7 separate regions of the Mus musculus genome follow, and all the other regions are linked to region 2. Evidence: chromatin contacts called from public HiChIP or PLAC-seq and promoter capture Hi-C data. All regions are on one chromosome and are shown on one strand. The core of a region is the stretch at or near the end of the contact, and the rest is flanking DNA. Distances in the headings are between cores, read along the strand shown.

The links. Promoter capture Hi-C pulls out the DNA fragments that hold promoters and counts their contacts. HiChIP or PLAC-seq counts read pairs in DNA pulled down with a chosen protein or histone mark.
Region 1: a promoter capture Hi-C map of neutrophils shows a contact between it and region 2, with 5 times the contacts expected there. The contact joins the enhancer-like site here to the promoter of Slc25a3 in region 2. A contact is called at or near these places in 10 of 39 promoter capture datasets (the 3T3-L1 cell line, the C10 cell line, embryonic stem cells and 7 more), 3 of 115 datasets of contacts at active chromatin or transcription factors (astrocytes, embryonic stem cells and stem cell-derived neural progenitor cells) and 1 of 9 other capture datasets (liver).
Region 3: a promoter capture Hi-C map of pre-B cells shows a contact between it and region 2. The contact joins the promoter of Nedd1 here to the promoter of Slc25a3 in region 2. A contact is called at or near these places in 3 of 39 promoter capture datasets (liver, maxillary cranial neural crest and pre-B cells), 5 of 115 datasets of contacts at active chromatin or transcription factors (cardiomyocytes, double positive thymocytes, extraembryonic endoderm stem cells and 2 more) and 2 of 9 other capture datasets (adipose tissue and liver).
Region 4: a promoter capture Hi-C map of pre-B cells shows a contact between it and region 2. The contact joins the promoter of 1500026H17Rik here to the promoter of Slc25a3 in region 2. A contact is called at or near these places in 8 of 39 promoter capture datasets (the HPC-7 cell line, embryonic stem cells, hippocampal neurons and 4 more), 1 of 484 Hi-C or Micro-C datasets (CD8 T cells), 3 of 115 datasets of contacts at active chromatin or transcription factors (astrocytes, cardiomyocytes and large pre-B cells) and 2 of 9 other capture datasets (adipose tissue and liver).
Region 5: a promoter capture Hi-C map of pre-B cells shows a contact between it and region 2. The contact joins the enhancer-like site here to the promoter of Slc25a3 in region 2. A contact is called at or near these places in 5 of 39 promoter capture datasets (the C10 cell line, cranial neural crest, hematopoietic stem and progenitor cells and 2 more), 2 of 115 datasets of contacts at active chromatin or transcription factors (embryonic stem cells and large pre-B cells) and 1 of 9 other capture datasets (embryonic stem cells).
Region 6: a promoter capture Hi-C map of the HPC-7 cell line shows a contact between it and region 2. The contact joins the enhancer-like site here to the promoter of Slc25a3 in region 2. A contact is called at or near these places in 12 of 39 promoter capture datasets (the 3T3-L1 cell line, 3T3-L1-derived adipocytes, the C10 cell line and 7 more) and 1 of 9 other capture datasets (adipose tissue).
Region 7: an H3K27ac HiChIP or PLAC-seq map of double positive thymocytes shows a contact between it and region 2, with 7 times the contacts expected there. The contact joins the enhancer-like site here to the promoter of Slc25a3 in region 2. A contact is called at or near these places in 3 of 39 promoter capture datasets (cranial neural crest, hippocampal neurons and pre-B cells), 1 of 484 Hi-C or Micro-C datasets (B cells), 3 of 115 datasets of contacts at active chromatin or transcription factors (astrocytes, double positive thymocytes and embryonic forebrain) and 1 of 9 other capture datasets (adipose tissue).

What each region holds. Positions count from the first base shown.
Region 1 is chr10:93,093,193-93,096,626 of GRCm38.p6, reverse strand. Gm32468 (predicted gene, 32468) reads right to left here. Exons shown (of 3, transcript NR_168584.1): 3 at 3,101-3,434. Among named protein-coding and RNA genes, the nearest start is that of Gm32468, 11 kb to the right of the region's middle. Within about 2 kb of position 1,531, at least 96 of the 459 cell types and tissues checked have an H3K27ac peak or open chromatin away from gene starts, as enhancers often do. A contact at or near this core is called in hematopoietic stem and progenitor cells, liver and neutrophils, where this site is marked.
Region 2 is chr10:91,122,539-91,125,582 of GRCm38.p6, reverse strand. Slc25a3 (solute carrier family 25 (mitochondrial carrier, phosphate carrier), member 3) reads left to right here and starts at 1,616. Exons shown (of 8, transcript NM_133668.4): 1 at 1,616-1,667; 2 at 1,877-2,025. The coding sequence starts at 1,881.
Region 3 is chr10:92,720,621-92,723,685 of GRCm38.p6, reverse strand. Nedd1 (neural precursor cell expressed, developmentally down-regulated gene 1) reads left to right here and starts at 1,268. Exons shown (of 15, transcript NM_008682.2): 1 at 1,268-1,363.
Region 4 is chr10:89,685,004-89,688,384 of GRCm38.p6, reverse strand. It overlaps 1500026H17Rik (RIKEN cDNA 1500026H17 gene), which reads right to left and starts at 2,022. Exons shown (of 3, transcript NR_130956.1): 1 at 1,866-2,022. It overlaps Scyl2 (SCY1-like 2 (S. cerevisiae)), which reads left to right and starts at 2,091. Exons shown (of 18, transcript NM_198021.3): 1 at 2,091-2,347.
Region 5 is chr10:89,413,764-89,417,108 of GRCm38.p6, reverse strand. It overlaps Gas2l3 (growth arrest-specific 2 like 3), which reads left to right. Exons shown (of 11, transcript NM_001033331.2): 10 at 1-89; 11 at 2,617-3,345. Among named protein-coding and RNA genes, the nearest start is that of Gas2l3, 29 kb to the left of the region's middle. Within about 2 kb of position 1,433, at least 38 of the 459 cell types and tissues checked have an H3K27ac peak or open chromatin away from gene starts, as enhancers often do.
Region 6 is chr10:93,121,580-93,124,844 of GRCm38.p6, reverse strand. No RefSeq gene overlaps it. Among named protein-coding and RNA genes, the nearest start is that of Gm40740, 3.2 kb to the left of the region's middle. Within about 2 kb of position 1,879, at least 22 of the 459 cell types and tissues checked have an H3K27ac peak or open chromatin away from gene starts, as enhancers often do. A contact at or near this core is called in the HPC-7 cell line, where this site is marked.
Region 7 is chr10:93,040,856-93,044,062 of GRCm38.p6, reverse strand. It overlaps Cfap54 (cilia and flagella associated protein 54), which reads left to right. Exons shown (of 68, transcript NM_001347060.2): 9 at 636-834. Among named protein-coding and RNA genes, the nearest start is that of Gm40739, 32 kb to the left of the region's middle. Within about 2 kb of position 1,687, at least 32 of the 459 cell types and tissues checked have an H3K27ac peak or open chromatin away from gene starts, as enhancers often do. A contact at or near this core is called in double positive thymocytes, where this site is marked.

The DNA of each region.
Region 1 (3,434 bases), core at 282-2,781, 2.0 Mb before region 2:
CCTCACTAAGTCCTATGTGGAGGCCGGTTAGGAACTGTGGTAGGAATTTGTTCTAATGCTTTGAAGAGAGGAAGGAGGATCACCAAGATTCGGAGGGAAACCAGATTTAGAGCTGCAGAAGGAAAATTACCCCAAACGTAGGTGAGAAGGAATGTGGTCCCACGAAGGGCTGCCCAGAAACGTCTTGGGCAGCAAAGACTAGGAAGCCACCCAGAAGGAGCCAGGGCAACAAAGATAAAATATAGAATTAGAGGGCGTTAAGCCAGGAGTGCCAGAGGGAAATGTGTGCTAGTTAGCCAGAGGGGTGGGGGTGAGGGGGTTGGGGTTGGGGGTGGGGGTGGAGAGTAGAATTGCCCAACCTTTGAACTAGTCAAGGCAGCATATATTTAAAATTAAGTGGTGTGTGTGTGTGGTTGTGTGTGTGTGTCTTTCATTCATGAATCCAGACAGCTCTTGGACGGGTACATTTGCAACCCGTCTGGAGCACAGAGTGGGTTAACTAACTACTGCCACAGTACCGGACATGTCCTGGTTTGGGGGCAGGGAGCCCAGGTTCTCATTTGGCCTTTACTGGTGGGGTTGAACATGAGAGTTATAGCTGCTTCTCTGGTGTCACATGGAGTAGACTGGCTTCCTTCTGTGTATTTATAATCTTGCTAATATGCCCTTAAATAGTTCCTTTTTTAGACAGGAGTGGTTTTTCTTTCTTTCTGTTTGTTCTCATTGGTGGGCCTTTAGAATTCCGTCTAGTCTATATGAGGCTGTGCTTTGGGTCCTAACTTGCCATCTATACATTTTCCCAGTATTTGTTTGTTTGTTTGTTTCATGTAGCCCAGGCTAGCCTTGAACTTGCTATGCAGTTGGGGATGCTCTTTAACTCCCTGGCTTTCTGTCTCTACCTCCCAAGAACCAAGGTCACAGGTGTGACCACCAATCCCAGCCATTTCACATTTGAGATCACACACACACACACACACACACACACACACACACACACACACACACACACACACACACACAGAGGCAGAGAGAGAGAGAGAGAGAGAGCACTAAGATATCAATAAGGTATCTTAAGTATCAGAAAAGGAATTTGATGCATAATTGAGGGTTATAAAGCTAACTAGAAGACAGTGAGGTGGCCTATTCATCCAGGATGTTAACATGCCAGAGAAACAAAAGGAACCGTGAGTCACACTCTCAAAGCTGAAATGCAAAGGGTTTGCCCAATATGGCAGTGTCCGGTGTCACAGGGGAGGCTGGGCTAAGGAAGTACTGCCCAAGGTTCTTGTGAACAGGAAGAGAACACCACTTCTCTATTTAAAACAAACAAACAAACAAACAACCACTTAAATTTCTCTGCAGTTCTCATTAGTGACAACAGGAAACTCAGGGAGATGGGCGGAGGACCTGGAGGCAAGCAGGCTTGTGTCTAATCGCCGCCGTCCCTTTCTCTGATGAGTAAGCTCAGGCACAGAGCGGTGTGTAACTTGGCTGGGGTTCCACAGATGCCAAACAATTCTGGAGAGTGCAATGTCTGTGGCCTTGTACTTCCAGCCACTGGGAGGCCCCAGGAGGTAAAGGTGTGACTGGGTTTGGATAGTGTAGTGTCAGTCTTTATTTGTCCTTTAAACACACAGGAGATGTAGATTTGTGACAACCAGAAGTCTGAGATATAAAGCTTGGAGATTGTCTGGATCATGGGGAAAGTTTCAAAGTCATGAAAGGGTTAACCTAAGCTTGTTATTTATTTTGAAACTGCTTTTCTTCCCCATCTCCCTGCTGCCCCCAACTCTCTGCCTTTTCACTCTTTCATCCCCTTCCCTCCTTCTATAGGGTTTTATGTGTAGCCCAGGCTAGCCTGGGAGTCATCACATCTCAGCTTTCCTCGTGCCGAGATTACAGGTGTGCACAACCACACCCAGTTTGTTTTCATTTTCCTGTTCTCTTTCTTATTTAGTGCTTGCTTTGTGCCAAACACCCCTTTATGTAGTCCAGTTGTTTCAGTTAACTTAATTCTTGCATCCAACTTGTGCTGGCTATGTCTTAGGTCAAGTTGACACAAGCTAGAGTCATCTGAAAAAGAAAAAGGAAAAAACAACAAAACAAAACAAAAAAAAAACAAAAAGAAAAACAAAAACAAAAACCAAAACCCAAAACAAAAACCTGGAAATCTCAATTGAGAAAATGACTCCATTAGATTTGGCTGTAGGGTGTTTTCTTAATTAACGATTGGTGATTTATTGAGGCGTGCTCAGCCCATTGTGGGTGGTGCCATCTCTGGGCTGGTTGGTGGTCCTAGTAAGAAAGCAGGCTGAGCGAACCATAATGAGCAAACCAGTAAGCAGTCTTCTTCCATGAACGTTGCATCAGCTCCTACCTCCAGATTCCAGCCTGTTTTGAATTCCTGCCAATTATATCTTTCAGTGTTGGACTATGATTAGAAGTAGAAGCCAAATAAACCCTTCGTAAGCCCGTAGAGGCATGCAAGTGGCCAGACCCCATCCCCAAGACGACTCTAACTGCTCTAAAGCCTGTTTCCAACCCCCTGAGATGCAATTGCCCAAGCTCCACACTATAGAGGGGAAAAAAATAAGGCCACAGAATCACACCAATCCCAGGCCACCATGGAAAGATCTGCCCCTCAAGAAATCCTATATAAAGTTTGCCTCCTGCTCTGTTCTTTGCTGCTTCTCCTCTTTAGTAGTGTGACTTTATGGCATTCCTTGGCTCCCAACTGCCTGGATGGATACCTTTCCTCTCGGAGCTGTAAGACTTCCCCACCCTTTCCTTCCCAAGTTGCTTTTGGTCCTGGTGCTTCATCTCAGGAGTAGAAAAGTAAATAAGATAAATCGGTTGCAAGATTCTGAGGCATTGCTGTGACAAACTTGACCATGTGTTTTGGAGGATTTCAGAAGGACTTTGGAACTCTGGGCTAGTGGTTAACAGCTGCAGCTGCTCGTTCAAAGGTCCTGAGTTCAATTCCTAGCAACCACATGGTGGTTCACAACCATCTGTAATGGGGTCTGATGCCCTCTTCTGGTGTGTCCGAGGACAGCAACAGTATACTCATATAAATAATACATAAATAAAATTTAAAAAATTCAGCTGTTAAGTATTTTATTAATTAACTAAAGGGTTTGGGAGTTTCACATCCCATGGTGGGTGGAGCCATCCCTGGGGTGGTGGTCCTGAGTTATAGAAGAAAGCAGGCTAAGTGAGCCATGTGAGCAAGACAGTAAGCAGCATCCTTCCGTGGCCTCTGCATCAGCTCCTGCCTCCAGGTTCCTGCCCTGACTCCTTCCAGTGACTGACTATGGGATGGACGTGTAAGCCAAGTGAACCCTTTCCCGTCAGGTTGCTTTGGTCATGGTGTTTCATCACAGCAGTAGAGAAGTAATTGAGATCCACCTCTCTGGTGGATTTCTTGTTACCCA
Region 2 (3,044 bases), core at 367-2,866:
TTTGGTGCTGGGAATTGAACTCACTGCCCCTTGTATCACCAGGCTATGTCTCTAGCCCTGAGATGGTTTGAATGAGAAATGCCCCTGTAGTTAGTCCCTGGTACTAGGTCCCTTGGTAGAGCCCTTTGGGGGAGGTTTGTGGCATTGCTGGAAGCATTATGTACCTGGGGGCCTACTGGCATGTCTGCTGTTTGCTGTCATGCCTCCCCACCATGATGGACTCTTATCCCTCTGGAGGTGTAAGCCAAAATGATGTTTTATCATAGCAGCAGAAATATGGCTAATTTAAACCTCTTCAGTTTTTTATGAAAAATGTTTTATAAATTTCATCTTTAAAGGTTTTTTAAAAAATGGTGGTGGTGGTGGTGGTGGTGGTGGTGGTGGTCTGTGTGTGTGTGTGTGTGTGTGCATGAGTGCAGGTGCCTATAGAGGCCAGAAGATGGTGTCAGATCCCCTGGAGCTAGAATCAAGGTGGGTACTAGGAATCAAGTACCAGACCTCTGAAAGATGTTTTGTAAACATTTTTTTTTTTTTTACATCTTCTTGATGTTTCATAAACTCTAAAAGTATTTCTTCTATCCAGGACCAATTACATAATTTGAAGGACCTAGGGCAAAATGAATGAAAATGTCTTTTGTTTGTAAATGTTAAGAATTTTTAAAGGACACAGCAGAGCACTGACTGCAGAGGTAGACTTAGTATAACTACAATAGTCAATACAGGAGCCAGCTCTAGTGGTGTCTTGGGTTAGATAAAAAGGCTTAATAAAGATGAGATAAACGTCCCAGGAAAATGTTAAACGCAAGAATTACAACAGGTTTGATTGCTTCTAAACTCTCCCTCGTGGAACTTGGCCCCCGCTTGTTGACATCAGAGTGATGATGATCTTGTAAATGTCTGAAGTACACACAGTCCTGTCTTACACGCACACAGTTCATCGGTTACTTTCATGTCAGCGCATGCCTGTGCCTCCAGGAACGAAGCCTTGACTGACTGTTCTCAGGGGCCATGGACATTCTGTGAGGCAGAAGCAGTTTTATGTATTGTATGAGTTCTTCCTGTATATCCTTTCCACCAGAACTTGGTGGAAAATTTAGACATGCCTATGTCAAAAGTCAGTGTGATGGAATTTTTTTCTGAAAAGTCCGATGATGGCAGGAATTCCGATCAAAGATCTTGTAGTGATATCCTAGCTTCCATACCTGAATAACGTATCACTTAAGCATTCATGTCTTTAAAAGTTTATGCCCGCAATCACTTAAAGACATGTAAAAATTCCTGGCGCCAAGGAGAAAACACCGGAAGGTGAAGGGACAGAGTGAGTAGGTCACCTGCCCGTCCAAGGCCAAGACTACACTTTAAAAAAAAAAGGGGAGTGGGGGAGGAGGGCGCTTTGGATCTGCGCCTGCGCAGTAGGAATCCTCCTGCGCACTAGCAGGGCCGGAAGGGCTGGGGTTGGACGTGGGCGGGGATAGGGTTGCTAGGAGGACGCGATGACGTCCAGGTTCTGCGCTCCTCTCCGCAAATGAGAGGCGCGTGGCGCAGTGACGCTCTGCGTGCGTCACGGTGACGCCGCGCGAAGGGCACGGATCTTCGGGCCGGGAGGACATTCGGCCTCTGTGAGCCGCAACCTTGCCCAGCGAGCGGTTGGGTGTTCGCCATCTTAGGCAAGTGAGCGCGACCGGGCCTCGCCGCGGCGCGGAGCCTTGAGTCCCTTGTGGCCGCCGCCTTGGCCGTGGGCCCGGCCGGGCTTGGCGTCCCTGGGGAAGAAGCTGTGACCTCCTCAAGGGCGCAGAGCCGGGCATGTCTCGCGGGGCTCCGGTGACATTGCCCGGCGCCGGGTCTCTCTCACCTCCGCCCTCTGTCTCCCCCGCAGGAGGATGTTCTCGTCCGTAGCGCACCTGGCGCGGGCGAACCCCTTCAACGCGCCACACCTGCAGCTGGTGCACGATGGCCTGTCGGGTCCCCGCAGTCCCCCAGCTCCGCCCCGGCGTTCCCGCCACCTGGCCGCCGCCGCCGTGGAAGGTGAGGTCGCACCCTGCCCTGTGGGAGCGCTGGTTACATGCTGCCCCCCTGCTCTGCCTCCCGAGTCCTGGGCAGGAACTGGAGGTCGGGGAAGGACGCTTCAGCCCTGGACCCGAGGACCGGTCTCTCGCTGACCCTGGGATGGCAACTCTGACACCCTAGGCCGCTGTCGGATCCTTGGCCCTCCCTCAAGGGCGTGGAAGGGCCCAGGCCCAGCGCCACTCAGTGACCTCCGTGTCCCGAAGGGAGTAGAGGCAGAGAGGTGGTAACCAACTTCTTTATCTTCCCCCGTGAGCCCGCTTGGTCAGCCAAGTATACTGGGTAAAATCTCTTTTTAACCACTAGCCAGACACAGTTGCAACTCCATAACGTTTATTTGACTTGCCTTTTTAAAAATTACCTGGAAAACTCTCCTTTGATCTCCTTTCCCAAGTTTTATCTTTTCATTTAATTGTATATGAGGTAATGGGGTTGGGAATCTCTTCCTTTTGTGCTACTGGTTGGTGAAGGAGGTGACTTGCAGATTATATGAGGTGTGCATTCCTTTGAGTTTATGTTTTTGGGATTTGAGCTGGGTGACTCAATAACTGTATGTTTTAAATCCTAGTGGAACATAAGTACAAGAGAAACCCGAAAGCTGAATTATAGGCCTCAAGAGAAACGTTACCTACATTGTGTGTGTAAAACAGAAGTCCCCACCCACACCCCAGTCATTCATGTGCTTCATGCGTCTTAAACGTGATTAGAAAACTCCTTTTCACTATCTCCTATCGTTTTCCTCTGATTTCAAAAGCTAAAGCAAATCTTTGTATGTTTTTGACTGCAGGAACTAGGTATGACTTACTTAGTTCATAAGTGAGTAGTTGGTTAATAGCTGGAGCAAACGTTAAAGTTAGCAAGCTTTGCACATGTTAAGTGCTCTTTTTGATTTTGGGCTGTCCTTGGAGGGTGCTCTTAGTAACTGCCTTTAGTTGAAATTACCAATGCAGGAAGTTTTAGAAAATAGTATCTCACAGATA
Region 3 (3,065 bases), core at 19-2,518, 1.6 Mb before region 2:
GGGAGGTGGGGATTGGCACTTCTTAGGTTTCCAGTTGTTTTTGATATGGGTTCAGATAACTGGGACATTATGTATCCAGTTGAGAAACACATCCGGTGTGCACCTGGGACAAAGGAGCAACACTTTCCATAGGAACATGCTATCAGTGATGGAAGTAAGAACTCTCAACAGAGCAATCTTTTAGCAGGAATGTTGGGAAAACTCAGTTCATTGGCCCCTTTCTACCATGAAATACATTTCCTTCAAAAACAAAAAAACCAAAAAACCACTGAGTTGGTGTTCATGTACCTGAACAGCAGCATGTGAAGCTGCGGATGTGAAGATGGCTAGCTCAGAGGCTGAAGTCACTACTGGGTTTGTTCTCAGGGTTAGGGTTCGTTTTGGGTTAGATGTTCCTCTCCTCTGCTTTCCTCCTTTTCCCTCCCACCCCTTCCTTTCTCTTCCCCTCCTTTCCTTCTCCCACTCCTGCCACAATTTCCTCTCCATTCCCTCCCCTCTTTGAAACTGAGTTTCTTTGTATAACCGTCCTGGAACTCGTTCAGTAGACCAGGATGGATTTGAACTCACAGAGATCCCATTGCCTTTGCCTCCTGAGTGCTAGGATTAAAGGCTTGTACCACCACACCCCTTTGAAGTTAGATGTTTAACCTGCAGCTTTTCTTGGCTTCCTCTCAAGTAATCCTCTCCTAAACCAACCATGTTAATTGCCTTTATTATGAGCGTTCTTCTTTGTGATAACTGTGACACCTTTTTTTGTGGGAACTGAGAGTTGCCCGTGAATTCCCCATCTTTTATTCTTCTGTTTTGTTTTGTTCAAGACAGAGGTTCTCTGTGTAGTCCCTGGCTGTCCCGGAACTCACTCTGTAGACCAGGCTGGCTTAGAACTCAGCAGTCTGCCTGCTTCTGCCTCCCTAGTGCTGGGATTAAAGGTGTGCACCGCCACTGCCTGGCATTTTATTCTTGCCTTCCCTTTCCCTACAGAAGTGTTAATATTAACTTCCTAACTAGACTGTAATCTCCAGCAGGCTAGGGAACCTGCGTGTTGACTGACCTCTTGTCCCTTCAAGCTAAACACAGTAAGTGCACACCCACAGCCTAACTCAGCGCCTGGCACACAGTAGCCAGCAAACAAATGAGTGATAAAGGAGCAGTAGCTACAGGCTAGGATATCTTCCTCTGCACCGCCCCAGGGTGGGAGGCCACCCAGCACCCCCGCGGGCTGAGCGCTCGGGGCACCGCCTTTCCCGTGACGTCATGCGAGGCGGGACTTCCGGCCGCCCAAGTTTAACAGTCCAGGCGGGAGCCGGAAGCGCAGCGAGGAACGGGTGGAGCTGGGCCTCCCCTGTGGCCCCACGCTTGAGAGGTGAGGTTCCGCCTGACAGGGAGGCTCTGTGAGCGCGGTGGCCTTGGGCCGGGGACCCCCGAGGTCAGCCTCTTCGGTCCTGCGTTGGGCGGCAGCGGGCGCGCGCGCGCGCTGGAAAGTGGCCGGGGACCGGGCAGGACAGGACAGGACAGGACCGGGTCGCGGGCCCCGGATTTAAGGGCCAAGCTGCCCCGAGCGGCTCGTCCACCCCGACTCCCGGGTCTGGCTCGCCCGTAGCTGCTGAGCGCAGGCGCCCTGGGCTAGGGGTGCAACTCCCGAGAACTCTTCTTGAGCAGAGAGTGCAGTTGGTCGCTGTCGCTCTTCTTTCCCGGGATCCTCTCCCGGGGACTGATGTCAGAGCCCAGAAGCCAAGCGAAGGGACTGTGAGAGGTCTCCGTGAAGTCAGCCTCACTGAAGCTGTGTGGGTCGCTTAACTCTTCTGAAGAGCCTTGATCCACTCATTGCACCACACTGCACAGTAGGCTCCTTGTGTGGGGTTAGGGTAGCAGCAGCTTGCAGCTGTTTACTGTTCTTCAGAGTTCAACTTTTCTACCCTGTGTTTTTCCATGGGCCGGGGAACAAGGGGCATTGAGTAAGTGTTTTAGTCACCAAATAGAAACATTGTCTACAATTCAACAGGTGACTCTGCAAGTTTTTAGCCTCACCTACTAGGGGTCCCTTCTAACTCAGAACCACCCCACACACTACTGTATCCAAAAATATGCACAACAAATAACTGTTTTAATCCTTTCCATAAACTTTATTTATTTATTTATTTTTCCTCTTGAGACTCAATGATTTCTGCCTTATGCTTTTTAGTTTGTCCTCTGGAACCCAGATATGTATGATGCTTTTGTTGATGATGTGGGGGCGTGTCTTTGACCACTGTTGGCCTTTAACCTTGGTTAAATTCAGCCCCCTATGTCACCAGATGGAATCAATTCAGTGTGTTGTAGCTGCCGTAGCATCCCTTAAAAAAAAAAAAAAAAAAAAAAAGTAGGGCGTGGTGGCGCACACCTTTAATCCCAGCACTCGGGAGGCAGAGGCAGGCGGATTTCTGAGTTCAAGGCCAGCCTGGTCTACAGAGTGAGTTCCAGGACAGGCAGGACTATACAGAGAAATCCTGTCTCAAAAAACCAAAAAAAAAAAAAAAAAAGTAACCACTTTTTATTAGACTTCAAGTATCAATGAAACTGTGTTGACCTATAAAAAGAAACATATTTTGTGTGGCTACCATGGATTAAACACACACACACACACACACACACACACAGGAACACTATGGATTAAACACACACACACACACACACACACACACACACACACACACACACACAGGAATTAAAAACTAGCATCTGCTTGTGCCTTAGTTTTCTCCATTGATTTTATTTCTATCTAAACAAATATCGGTTGCAACCCACTTCATTCAAACTCATTGTTAATATATCTAATGTCTTCAGACAGGCAATAGGATAAATTGAATTACCAAGTTTGTTAATTGGATAGTAGTATAGTACTCTTTTTTGTTGCTGTTTTTGTTTGTTTGTTTTGTTTCTGAGATAGGGGTTTTCTGTGTAGCCCTGGCTGTCTGGAACTAGCTCCACAGACTAGGCTGGCCTCAAACTCACAGATCCACCTGCCTCTGCCTGGGATTAAAGGCGTGCACCACCACCACTGCCGGCCCTGTAATAATAGTACCATG
Region 4 (3,381 bases), core at 773-3,272, 1.4 Mb after region 2:
AGGCCACACCTACTCCACCATGGACATGTCTCCTAATAGTGCCACTGCCTATGAACCTATGGGGGCCACTTTCATTCTAACCACCACAGGCAGTCAGGTGGGATGCAGCCATATTTCATTAATGGTTACAACCTTTACTGCATTTCTTTCATCAAATCGTCACAGAATCAAGAACATACTGGGTGCCTAAAGAAGGTATGTAGAGAAGGAAGAAGAACTGGAAGAGACTCCAAGGAAGACTAATATTTAGAGCAGAGATACTTAAATGCTTGGCATTCGCAGCCCTTCTTCACCAGAGGAAGCAAAAGTGCCTGTGCTGTATGTGAAGAGGAAAGTTCGCTTACACCTCCTGCCTACCTCACTTAAAGCTTGCTCTGCCTCTTGACCTACCGATGACTTAATGTAATCCTGTTTACAATAAACAGAAAGCTCTTGGATTAAAGGTATGTGCTAGGACTGAGCCATACCACAACTAGAAACAGGTTTTTCTTTTTTTCTTTTTCTTTCTTTCTTTTTCTTTTTCCTTTTCAGCAAGTAACACAATCTCAGAGGTTCACAGTGTGTTCAAATATCCTGTGATAGCTATTCTCACATGGTCTGCAAAGGATTAGGTTTGCTCACTAGGATTCTGTCAAAATGTTTAATTCAGTGTTTCTTGGTGCGTTGGCAACCTTGTACAATCACTGCTATCATCTAACCCCAGGCCATTTTATCACTCCAAAAAAGAGACTCATGTTTAGTAGAGATAAACTAGTTCCTCCTACCCCAGTAAAATATGAAATTAAAGCATGTAAGAAAGAAAAAGTTGAAATATAGAGAACATGATTTCTAGATGTTTTGTGTGCAGAATACAAGAATCTAAGCCTTTCCTTTCTTGACCACGAAGAACTAGAAGTAACATTACCAACACATAACTTATAAGATGCTCTTGGCAAAAGGACAGAAATAAAAGTCCACCCTTCTGGGGCTGGAAAGAGAAGGCTCAGCTAGTGAGATGATAACTTTCTAAGCATGCAGATCTAAGTTGGATCTCCTGAACATACATTAAAAAGCCAGGCTTGGTGGTGGGTGCTCCTAATTTCACAGCTGAAGAGATAAGAGAAAGGCAAAGCACCAGGTTCTATTTAGAGACCTTGTCTCAAAAACATGGACAGCTCCCCAGGAACAACTCCTAAGGCTAACCTCTAGCCTCGAGCTTTTCTGGCGTGTGTACATACAGCTGTACCTACACAAACATGTAAACACACCACACAAACATGTACACACACATACACACACACCCCATAATCCTCTTCCCTCTTCTCTTCCTCCCCCTCCTCCAATTCTTCTTGTAATAGAATCTACCCTATTACCCATCTTAAGACATTTTAACCTGAACCAGGGACAGAGCAGAGACAGGAGAGGCAGGGTTAGGGTTAGTTAGGGTGGTAGTAGTCCTACTACTATGTACGGGTTACTTGGATGGATAGCAGGGAGACAGAGGCTGTGCCCAGTTTCACCTAGGTATATTTTTCAGAACAATTTACTTCTTTCATTAAGCACGTAAGATAAATAATCTTTGTTGCTCTAATTGTGGAACTGTGGCACCGGGGTTATCTGAGAATGTCTTAGAAACGCAGAGCATCCGATCCTACTTGTGCAGCAGAATCTGCACTTTAACACGGCCCTGTGTGAGAAGCACGGCTTTTCTAGGTTCTAAGGTCACTTAGCAGAAAGTCAGAGAAAGCTGAGTCCTATGTAATCAGTCACTAGACCAGCAAGGGCAGGTGGCCTGGGAAACAGAAAAGGGGAGGGGCCTCACAACCAGAGCTGCAGTGTCCAGCCATCAAGTCACTGTCAGTCATCTCCAATATACATTTGGTTACCTGTCCTCATTATCTTGGAGAATCCCCTTCTATGGTTCCAGAAACTCGGGCTTCCTAGCCTGGGGCCCCGGAAAGCTGGTCTTGCCCGCGAAGACTAGTGATCAGAGTCACAGGTACGGCTGTCAGCAGAGGCCCGGGCTGGCTCCACCCCCGCCCCGGGAGCCCCGCCTCACTCCGCCTCGGGGAGGGCGGAGGGAAGCCAAGCCTTACCCTTCCGAACCGCCCGGAAGTGACGTCATGCAGGAGCGGGCAGGTCTTTCGGTGCTCTTCCCCCTACCGTGCTCTTCTTCCCTAGTCCCTTCCCTCCCTTCCCCCTTTACTCCTCGATCTCGGGGTTCTGCGGACTCGGGGGTGACGGAGGAGATGGAGTAAGCGTTCGGTGGCGGCCAGGAGCGCGGCCCGAGCAGTCACAGCCCGGAGGCATTGAGGGAGCCGGCGGGGGACCGGCCCCAGCACCGCCCCTCCAGGTAGCCGGCTGCGAGGTGAGTGACCTGTCTCGGGCACCGGGCGACCTGGGTCTGCGGCCAGCTTGCGGGCTACGGGTCTCCCCGGGCCTCCCGGCTGCTACTGTTGCCTAGTGACGGGCCGGGTCGGGCGGGCTGGCGGTGGGTGGCCCGGGAAGCCGGATCCAGGTAGCGAGAAGCGGGAGGGAGCGGATCTCAGAGGCCGGTGACTCTGGGCGAGGCCTTCGGGCGACGGGAGCCCCGCTGCCTGGGTCATTCTGCTGCTGGGAGAGTCCCCAGAGCTGGCGCAGGAGCTCGGGTTTCCGCCGTGGAGATCTCCGTATCCTTTTGGGAAATTGGACAGTGCTCCGGGACTGCTGAGACAGCCCCCCTCGTTTCTGATACTTGGTTCCGATAGCTGGGGTCACCGGCTAAGGCCCTGCACTTCGGACGCCTTTCTCTGATGGTAGTTGTCTTTCTGGACTGGACGGTTATTGTGTGTGTGAGGTGGGTGGGGCAGATAAGGTTTGAGAGAAAGAAATCCCCATGGGGGCTCCAGTGCGCCTGTTTAAGCTACAGAAAAAGGTTTAGACAGATAAAGCTTGCAGAAACTTCTTGGGATTCGCATGGACGCGTTACCTGTGATCAGTAATTAAGGACACACAGTGTTTCCCTTTCTCAACAGGATTGAAGAGACTCCAGACCAGCTCCTTAAAGTGATTTTGATTGTAAATTATCAGCTAGAGGTTTTTCTTTGCACATCAAAACCAGGGATTGTGTGATGACACTTTGAAACGCCGTATTTAAGTTTTCTGAGTCGTGCGCCTCTGTTCAGAGAAAGCAATTTAACAAAGATGCTGTAAGTCAGTCAGCCATTACAAAACCCAAGCAGTTCTGGTGTTTGCTTGGAAGATTCTTTTTCGACTTTGAAGGCTTTCCCCTCCTTAATAAAGGTTGGAGGAGAAGGGGATTGTGGTTATGCAAAGGAAAGGAGCCTAACTGAACACATAGAGCTTTATTCTGTTCAGATATACCTACGCACATGTGAAGATCATTCATTTTGTCTGTCAGAG
Region 5 (3,345 bases), core at 184-2,683, 1.7 Mb after region 2:
ACCCTCCTTGTAGCTGCTCTCATCGGTTTTCTATTGAATACTTATCCGAAGGGCGGTACCGGCTAGGGGAGAAAATTCTCTTTATAAGGGTAAGTCTTCTGGTTACAGTCTGTATTCATGCAGGTTTGTCTTGGAATTGGGTTCACTTTTTACCAACCTCCTTTTGACCCCCCTTTACCTTGTAAAACAAATTAGAATACAGGGGCTGGCTATTCATGGAAGAATTTCACTGTACAGGAAGAAATATGGAATGCTTGATTCCAGGAATTTTAAGTGAGTTTGAGTAGATGCTTTTAACATTCAAGTAACTAGAAGACAGCTGAGACTGCTTAAACATCGAATAGAGTTTAAAAATACTTCCATGTGCTTCTGGGAATTTACTGCATTTTTCAGATTTTCTTTTTTTTCTTTTCTTTTTTTTTGGTTTTTCAAGACAGGGTTTCTCTGTGTAGCCTTGGCTGTCCTGGAACTCACTCTGTAGACCAGGCTGGCCTTGAACTCAGAAATCCGCCTGCCTCTGCCTCCCAAGTGCTGGGATTAAAGGTGTGCGCCACCACTGCCTGGCTCAGATTTTCTTAATGAAATAATTTTCCCATCAACTCCCTAAGAAGAAACGAACAAAATAGAATGTCCACTGAGATTAGTATTAGTTGGTCAGAAAATAAACAGAAGTATTGCCATTTGTGATGAGAGTGCTTTCAGGAGGAAGCACAAGATCTTTGTCTTAGGTCACAGAGCACTATGATGAGGACACCCGTGTATGGCCGTGTTCTGGTTTGGGGTGAGGATACCCAAGTTATGGCCTTCCTTTGCCCCATCCGCAGTTGATTACTTCTTCCTTTTGTTGATAAGACATTAAAATGTCACCCGTTTAGCATTTTTCTACTTTTGATATAACACAAGAGCTGTTTTCTCTCGATTCAGAAACACGGTATAGTTCACACAGAGTCCTCACATTCCCACCCTGGATCCAACTCAGAGAGAAACCCCAATTCACTTCCTGTCTTTGAGTTAGCGTTCTTTCTGCTTTGCACATGCATATAATGTGTTCTGATTATTCTTCATTCTCTTGTTATGGCCCCTCATCCCGATCAACTCAATTTTATCTTCCCTACCAATCCCTTCCTATCCTCATGGCTTTTGGGTTTGTTTTGCCACGTAGTTTAGTTAAGACCTTCTGTGACCATCAGTGTAGGTATTGGATTGAATCTTCCATTGGAGCCCAGCAGGGGTCATCAATGGGTACTCAGTCGAAGGCAGTTTCACCCATCCCTGAAGCAATCAATAGCAAACAGAAGCAGGTTAGTTGGCTGTTAACATTAATTAGCTAAACTAACTGGAAGAGAGACTTGGGACAAGTGACTGTGGGGTCTTGTGGTTTCCTTTCTTAGCACTTAGTCAGCAGGAAGAGGAAGGGTTCCCTAAGCCCCTCCTCCATCCACGCCTGACTGACTGACTGGCCCAGTCCTACACAGGCTCAGTGCAGCCGTCCACAGCAGCTAGGAGTTTATTACCACAATGGCTGTGTCTGGCCCAGAAGATGAAATTTCTTAGCCTTTCTTCCTGTCATCTGACTCTTACACCCTTCCCACCTCCTCTTCCAGACTCTTTCCTGAACCTCAGAGGGAATAAACGACATTAGTTCTGAACACTTATCCATTACATAGACTCGGCATTCACCAGGGCTCACTCCAAAGAGCATGTTCTTTGATTAGGACCAAGAGTAAGCCACACTTAACTGTGTCGTAAACACGAGGCACACAGACTGGGATTTAGAGCTGCAGTGTAAAGCTGAGCTCATATAGATACGAAGATCTACCAGCTGAGCTGGTCACATTGGTAGAGCCAGGGTTTGTTTTATCCCCACAAAAGTGCCTGTGTTGGGGCAGCCTGGCGGGTTTGAGGCTAGCCACAAATACCTTAATCCCTCAGAGCCATTCTTATCTGCAAGGATAACTTATATGAGTGGTTTGTTTTGTTTTAAAGATTCATTTATTTCATGTGTATGAGTACACTGTTGCTGTCTTCAGACACACCAGAAGAGGGCATCAGATCCCATTACAGATGGTTGTGAGCCATCATGTGGTTGCTGGGGCTTGAACTCAAGAACCTCTGGAAGAGCAGTCAGTGCTCTTAACCACCGAGCCATCTCTCCTGCCTTATATAAATGTTTTAAAGATGAAATTGATAGGCTGTAACTTTCAAATTTAAAATACAAGTTTTAGTTGTTCTTTCTAATTGCTTTTTTGCCTACCATGAGGCTTTCTGCTGTCTCCTTCCCTTCTGTCAGTACTCAATCCATGGAACACTATTGTTATTTCAGTTTTCTATATTAATTGTGTGGATTTTAGGATACAAATGATTTGTCAATATTTGTATTACAAAGTAAATGGCTTTTATTATTAGTTGTATAGCCTAATACTAAACTTATTATTTTAGTACCAAGAAAGAGAGAGAGAGAGAGAGAGAGAGAGAGAGAGAGAGAGAGAGAGTGTGTCAGTTTGAAATGAAGCTGTTTCCCAGGTCATAGCAAATGCATATCACGATTGTGACCAGACTGAAGCTATAAACGTCTCAGTTTCCCTGTTGACTTTTTTATTTTCACTTTTGGGGCAGATGCTTCATGGAAAACACGTTATGGTCCGCGTCGGTGGAGGCTGGGATACTCTACAGGGATTTTTGCTGAAGTATGACCCCTGTCGAATACTGCAGTTTGCTACACTAGAACAAAAAATTTTAGCATTTCAAAAAGGAGTTTCTAATGAAAGCGTGCCAGATTCGCCTGCCAGAACGCCTCAGCCTCCAGAAATGAACCCTTTGTCAGCAGTTAATATGTTTCAGAAACAAAATTTAAGACCTGGCACACCAGTGAGTGTTCCGAAGAACAAGGAGAAACAGGTACGTCTACCAGGTGCACGTCTGCCTGCATCGTCAGTAAAAGGTAATTTGGCTTCCCCGTCTACCCGGGCTAAACGGCCAGATTCTCCAGCATCATTTCCACATCCCAAGGTGACATCTTTGAAGGACGCAGCAAAAAAGACGACTGCTCCTTCCAACAGTGTATCGCAGTCCCTGGCTTCTCCAAATCCAGGGTCTAAACCAAGCACTGCACAGTGTGCCTCAGAGTCATCGCGAAAATGTGTCACCTTCCCCAAGACTGCACAGACCAAGGCTATTCCAGCCCAGAATTCAAGAGATCTGTCTAAGTCCAGACTTTTACCAAGTAAATCTCCTGGAAAAATGGAACCAAAGCATTTGAAACACAATCATCTTTCTTCTAGGGATGAGTCACGTATAAACTTATCATCCAAGTCCCCAAAGCTACCTAAAGGAGCCATGCACGGA
Region 6 (3,265 bases), core at 630-3,129, 2.0 Mb before region 2:
CTGTCGCCAAATCAGAAGATATTTCTCCCTACGGAAATGTCTGTGATGAGCTGACCAAAGTCTGAAGGAGCTAATTTCCCTAGAAACAGATTTGGTGTATTTCTGGAGTTTTATAGATCATCAGGGAGCTGTTTATGAAAAAAAAATGTATCTTAACATTGGGCTCTTAATCTCTTCTACAATGTAAGCATTTTAAAGGACTTAGTAGTTAGGGGATGTGTGACAGGCAGGTTCGAAAGTCTAAACCTCTATTTGGCCAGAAGAAAACTGTAAGTCACCGGCCTCTGAATGGAAGGTGGAGGCGTTTATCAGCTGCATCTCAGAGTCAAACTGCGGCAACATGACGTCACATCCTCTTCTCTTTGCTATCAGTCAGATGCAACAGGAAACTGACGAAGGCACTGGGCAGTTTCCTTCTGCTGAGACCTGCCTGGCTTCCTCTGCAGCTTGCAGCCAGCCGTTTGCAAAGGAAAACCAGCAAACGCCAGTCAGCTTCCTCCAGCTGGATCAGGACCAGCGTAAGGAAGGAAAGACAAATTTCTTGGATTAGTCAGTTTCCCTTTGCAGCTGGCATTGGTGTAGGTTTTCTGGTAGCCCTGCTCTTTACAATGTCTCTCTCTTATAGCTCAGCTTTTAAACAAAGAGAGGTCCGAGGAGGACTTCCCTAAAATTGCGCGAGACAGGTATTATGTAAGTCTATGGGGAATCTTCTGTTGACTCATGGGAAGCCTGCTCAGACAGAATAACCTACTTAATATGCTTGCATCTTGAGTTGACACATGGGAAGACTACCCAGACAGAAGTGTTCACTTGGTAAGCTTTAAGTTCACCCACCATCCCACCTTTGGCTGGGCTAGAGAGGATCCCAAGACCTTGTTTGTGTTAGGCAAGGACTCTGCCACTGAGCTCCACCCCCCAGCGAATGCACATTTTAGCCAAATGCTCTACCACTAAAAGCACTCAATTTTTCTGATTCAGGGTCTCGAAATGTAGCCGTAGCCTCCAAAATGCTGGGATTGTGAGTATGTATCACCATAACAGGTTTTGATAAGTTTTTAACTTTCCTTTGATTTCAATAAGACTCATTATTTGGGGGCAGGGGAGGAGGGGAGACACCTTACTGCTAACTCTAATTTGTATACCCAACAGCCAAGTTATTTTTCTCCTGTCTCAATATGACTAGCACAGAACTGTTTCCACAGGGAACATTTATTCAGCGTTGACGGGGGAATCAAATTAGTCTAAGAAAGGGAGAGGGTTGGATTTCTTCACAGCAGGAAGTTCTGTCTGGTGTTCTAGCAGATTGGCCTCCTAGTTGCAGGCTCTGAGACAAGCGCTGTGACTGCTGTAAGAGACAGCCCTGGATGGTTGACTTTCTAAGTCCTTCACTTTGAGAATGTGAGTTATCACATAAATATTGTCTGTGTTGGATGTGCTGGTACAGACCTGTAACCTCCGCACTCAAGTGACAGAGACAGGGAGGATGGAGTTGAGGTCATCTTCCAGTATATAACAAGACTCTGTCTCAAACAAACAAACAAAAAAACCCAACAAACCTGGCACTAGAGAGAGGCTTGGTGGTTGAGAGTGATCGCTGCTCTTGCAGAGTTCCTTAATTTAGTTCCCTGCACATGTAGGGTGGCACACAACCATCTGTAAGTCCAACTCCCCGGATCCTGAACCTCTGGGCTCTTCCATGGGTGCATGTTCTCGCATGTACATGACCACATATAAACAACATAAAGTAGAATTTAAAAGTAATAATAAAAAGACACCATGAAATAATATTTCCTCCATGAACTTAACAATGTGGAATCATGATATTGCTGTGGAGATTTGGACAGGGTGAGGTAAATTTATTTATCAGATGAACCGTTTCCTCATCACGTGGCATTTCCTGTGGTGCCTTTAGTTTTTGAGAAAGTCCTCCATGTCAGTAGTGCATAGTTATTCTTAAAACGAGACTTCCACATAGTTCCCTTTTATGTATTTGTATAATTATATGAGGACTCCTTTAGCTTAGTCATAGTTGTGATTGGTGAAGTGGAGAAGGTGAGGCAGAGAAGAGCCGGGATGTTGGAGCTTTGCAGTAGGAAGAATAGACGAGCAGGCCCTGAAAAGAAACACAGTCAGAACTGCTGCCGTTCCCAAGCAGTTGGAGCAGCTTCGAATGTAAAAGCCATCAGACAGGCGACAGATTTGCGGACGCTGTGGCATTCTCCTGTTCCCCCCCCCCCCAGAGACTAATTATCTGTTATTTAGCAGACTTGCTAATATACTGTGGAGTTCTCCAAGCAACTTGATGGATCAACCAGCAGATGCTTTACCAAATGAACAAACAAACAGAAAGGCTTTGTGCATGAAGAAGGGGCTTAATAATCTGTAGACTTTTTCTTAACACTCACAAGAGAAATGGACCTTTTGTTTGCAGAGACAGCCCACTATTTTGGTGACATGTATGTGGTACTGGGATTGATCCTGGAGCCTCGAGTCTGCTAGGCAACTGTTGTAACATTGTACTATACCCGAAATCAATATGCCACATCTCTAAGGAGGTGAATATGCTACTCCATCTAGAAAAATCTTAATTTACATATCATTTTACAAACTCAGTCAGATGGTTTATATAATCATCATTCATAGATACCATTACCTTATTGTTTTTTTATTTTTTATTAATATTATTGTTGTTGTTGTTGTTGTTTTGAGACAGGGATTCTCTGTGTAGTTCTGGCTATCCTGGAACTCACTCTGTGGATCAGGTTAGCCTTGAACTTACAGAGATCGACCTGCTTCTGCCTCCCAAGTGCTGGTATTAAAGGTGTGCGCCACCACCACCACTACCACCACCAGACACATTATGTGTTTTAATAATGGACTTTGAGAGATCTTTGTCTCCATAAAATTCGAGACAAAAATTGAGTATGTGATTTATGAAATATGGGCAAGATTTTATCTAATCCTGTATATTCAATTAATTGAGCTAATTTTGTGTTTAGACTTCAATAGACCCATGAGCACTATAAAGATGGGACTTCAATAGACCCATGAGTACTATAAAGATGTCTTAGCTCTGCTCTGCTACAGCCCCTGCCCTGCAACACTTCCCCTGGTGTTGACACCAAAGTGCTCCTTCACAAACCTCCTGGATGTAGGGAACTCTGTCTCCATGCCTGCCCCCCGCCCCCAGGGATCTCACACTCTTTCACAATGACTGCTCTAAAGCAGCTCTGGCCAAGTGGACTAAGAGGGTCACACAAGGACA
Region 7 (3,207 bases), core at 438-2,937, 1.9 Mb before region 2:
GTACAGGAGGGATTCAGGGCTCAGAGTCACACGCCCCAGCTGGCAGCATTGAAAGGCTTCTCACAGCACCAAATGTCCACTGCATAGTGACTAAGAGCACTGGCTGTTCTTCCAGAGAACCAGGGATTCAATTCCCAGCACCCACATCTATCTATCTATCTATCTATCTATCTATCTATCTATCTATCTATCTATCTATCTATCTATCTATCTATCTATCTAATCTATCCAGCTATCTAATCATCTATCTAATCTATCTATCTATCTATCTATCTATCTATCTATCTATCTATCTATCTATCTATCTATCTATCTAATCTATCCAGCTATCTAATCATCTATCTAATCAATCTATCTATCTATCTATCTATCTATCTATCTATCTATCTATCTATCTATCTATCTATCTATCTATCTAATCTATCCAGCTATCTAATCATCTATCTAATCAATCTATCTATCTATCTATCTATCTATCTATCTATCTATCTATCTATCTATCTATCCATCTATCCACCTATCTATCTATCCATCTATCCATCCATCCATCCATCCACCCACCCACCCACCCACCCACCCATCCATCCATAGTCATTGCCTGTAGCTGCTCTGGTTTTCTCTCCTGCCTGCTCTAGTTGCCCTGGCCACGGACAGTCACTGAACGGCTGCTGGATGAGCTACTTGACAGCACCTCATCGCGGTTTCTGGCTGTCTTGGAAGCCCTCTCTGACTCAAACAGGCGGATCCTGCAGACTGGACCGCTGGTTACTGACGAAATGGAGCTGCGTGATGTGGTGTCGGAGCTGTTTATGGCTGGAAAAGAACTTTTGATACGTAAATACAATGTTGATATTTTATTGTAGACACTGGTATTGAACACCTTCTGAATGATAGAAATTGGTATTCAATCTACAGATTGACCTTGAATCCAGTGACCATGATTATAAATAATTTATTTGTGGATTTGTTTTTGATTTTCTAAAAAATAATAATAATCTTTGATAATGACAGTTACAATTTTTTTCCTTTTCAGGTTTTAGTCTCTTAAATTCTTTTTTTTTCCATTTCTTGATTTATTGCACAGACTAGAATGATGAGAAATGCGTGCCAATGGCTGACTTCTGACCTCCTTGTCCCAATTTGACAGTAGATGGAAAACCTTCAATGCTTTACCATTAGTTCAGACACTGACTAAAGGGATTTTTATGGCTTTTTTTTTTTCAGATGAAGACAGTTTCTTTACTTCTTGATTTGTTAAGCATTTTAGTTTTTGTCAATTGGGATAGTCTCTCTGTGTGTGTGTGAATGTGTGTGTGTGTGTATGTGTGTGTGTGTGTATGTGTGTGTGTGTATGTGTGTGTGTTTGTGAGTTATCTCTTTCTTCCTCCCTTCACCCCCTCTCTCCTGCAATCACTTTTTTTTCTTTGAATCAGGGTCACTGGTTTTGTTAGACTGACTAACTCTAACTGGCCAGGCAACCCAGGGCTGTTCCTGTCTGTTTCCTTGATAACAGGTGTATGCTGCCATGCCTGGCCTTTCACATGGATAAACATTTGTATCTTTTCTGACAGAAGTTCTTAATTTTACTTTCATTTTGTGCATCTGAGTCTTTTGCCTTCCTTTATGTATGTGTATCGCCTTGTGTGCTTGGTGCCGGTGGAGGCCAGAAGAGGGTATCTGATCCCCTGGAACTAGAATGACGGATGACCTTAACTTTTGGTTCTTTGTGGGGTCTGAAAATCAAGCTTGGGTTCTCAGGAAGAGCAGCCAGTACTTGTAACTTCTGAGCAGCTTCCAGACATTCTTAAATTTTAATGTCATCCAGGTTGCCAATACATCCCACTATTTCCGTTCTCTAGGCACTGGATTCTTGCTTCATGCTTCTGAGGTCCTCTTGCTTCTGAGAGAACACTCCTACTTGAGTCCTCATTCACTCTGATCTACTTTTCTGCTTCCTGTGGTAAAGGATGCTTGCATTGTGGGTTTTCTTTGAAAATACTTGCGTATTGAATTTTCTTTCCACATGAACTTGAACTTACCTTCTATGGCCTTGCAGCAGCCAGCAGATCGGGCTCTAAGGTCTGCCTAGGAGACATGGGAAGCCAGGTGTTTGCTTGTGTAAGTTTTTTTTTAAAAGATTTATTTATTATATGTAAGCACACCCCAGAAGAGGGTGTCAGATCCCATTTCAGATGGTTGTAAGCTACCATGTGGCGAGACTATGCGCTCACTTGGTGGGTGACAAAATGCAGACAGAAAAAAACAAAATGCAAATGAGTGGTCTGGAAACTCACTCACGTTGAAGAGCCCTCTCAGAAGTCCTAAGAAAGGAACAAAAACGAGGGACTTGGTGTTGAATGTTAAAACGTTGACATTCATTTAGTTATGTATCTTAGTGAAAGAGGTAGACACAGAGAGGAAAGGGAAACATAACAGGAAATGGTATTTTGGTTGGTTGTTTAGTTGGTTGGTTGGGTTGGTTGGTTTGTTGGGTTGGTTGGTTGGTTGGTTGGTTTGGTGTGGTTTTGAGCTCAAAATGCCTCCTGCTTCACTGGACCCAGTGTGATGAGACATAAAAATAACAACACAGATAAGAGTATGAAGGCTATGATCTATAAAGACAATGAGATGTAACGAACATTGAACTTACACACAGAGCCATAGGTCCCTTCATGTGTACTCTTTGGTTGGTGGTTTAGTCTCTGGGAGCTCGGTGTGTGTGTGTGTGTGTGTGTGTGTGTGTGTGTGTGTGTGTGTGTGTGTGTGGCTGGTTGGTTAATATTGTTGTTGTTCTTATGGGGCTGCAAGCTCCTTCATTCCCTTTACTCCTCCACTGGGGTTCCCACGCTCAGTTTGATGGTTGGCTTCGAACATCCACACCTGTATTTGTCAGGCTCTAGCAGAGCCTCTCAGGGGACAGCTAAATCAGGTTCCTGCCAGCAAGCACTTCTTGGCATCAGCAATAGTGTCTGGGTTTGGTGTTTGCATATGGGATGGATCCCCAGGTGGGGCAGTCTCTGGATGGACTTTCCTTCAGTCTCTGTGGGAGGAGACAGGGGAGATGTACAGAGGATCAGGAAATTGAACAGTTGTGTAGCTGTGGGGGATGGGGAACTGGGGGTAGCCACCAGAAAGTCTCAGATGCCAGGAAAGCAAGAGGCTCCCAGGACCCAACGGGGATGATGACATTAGCTGAAATACCCAACA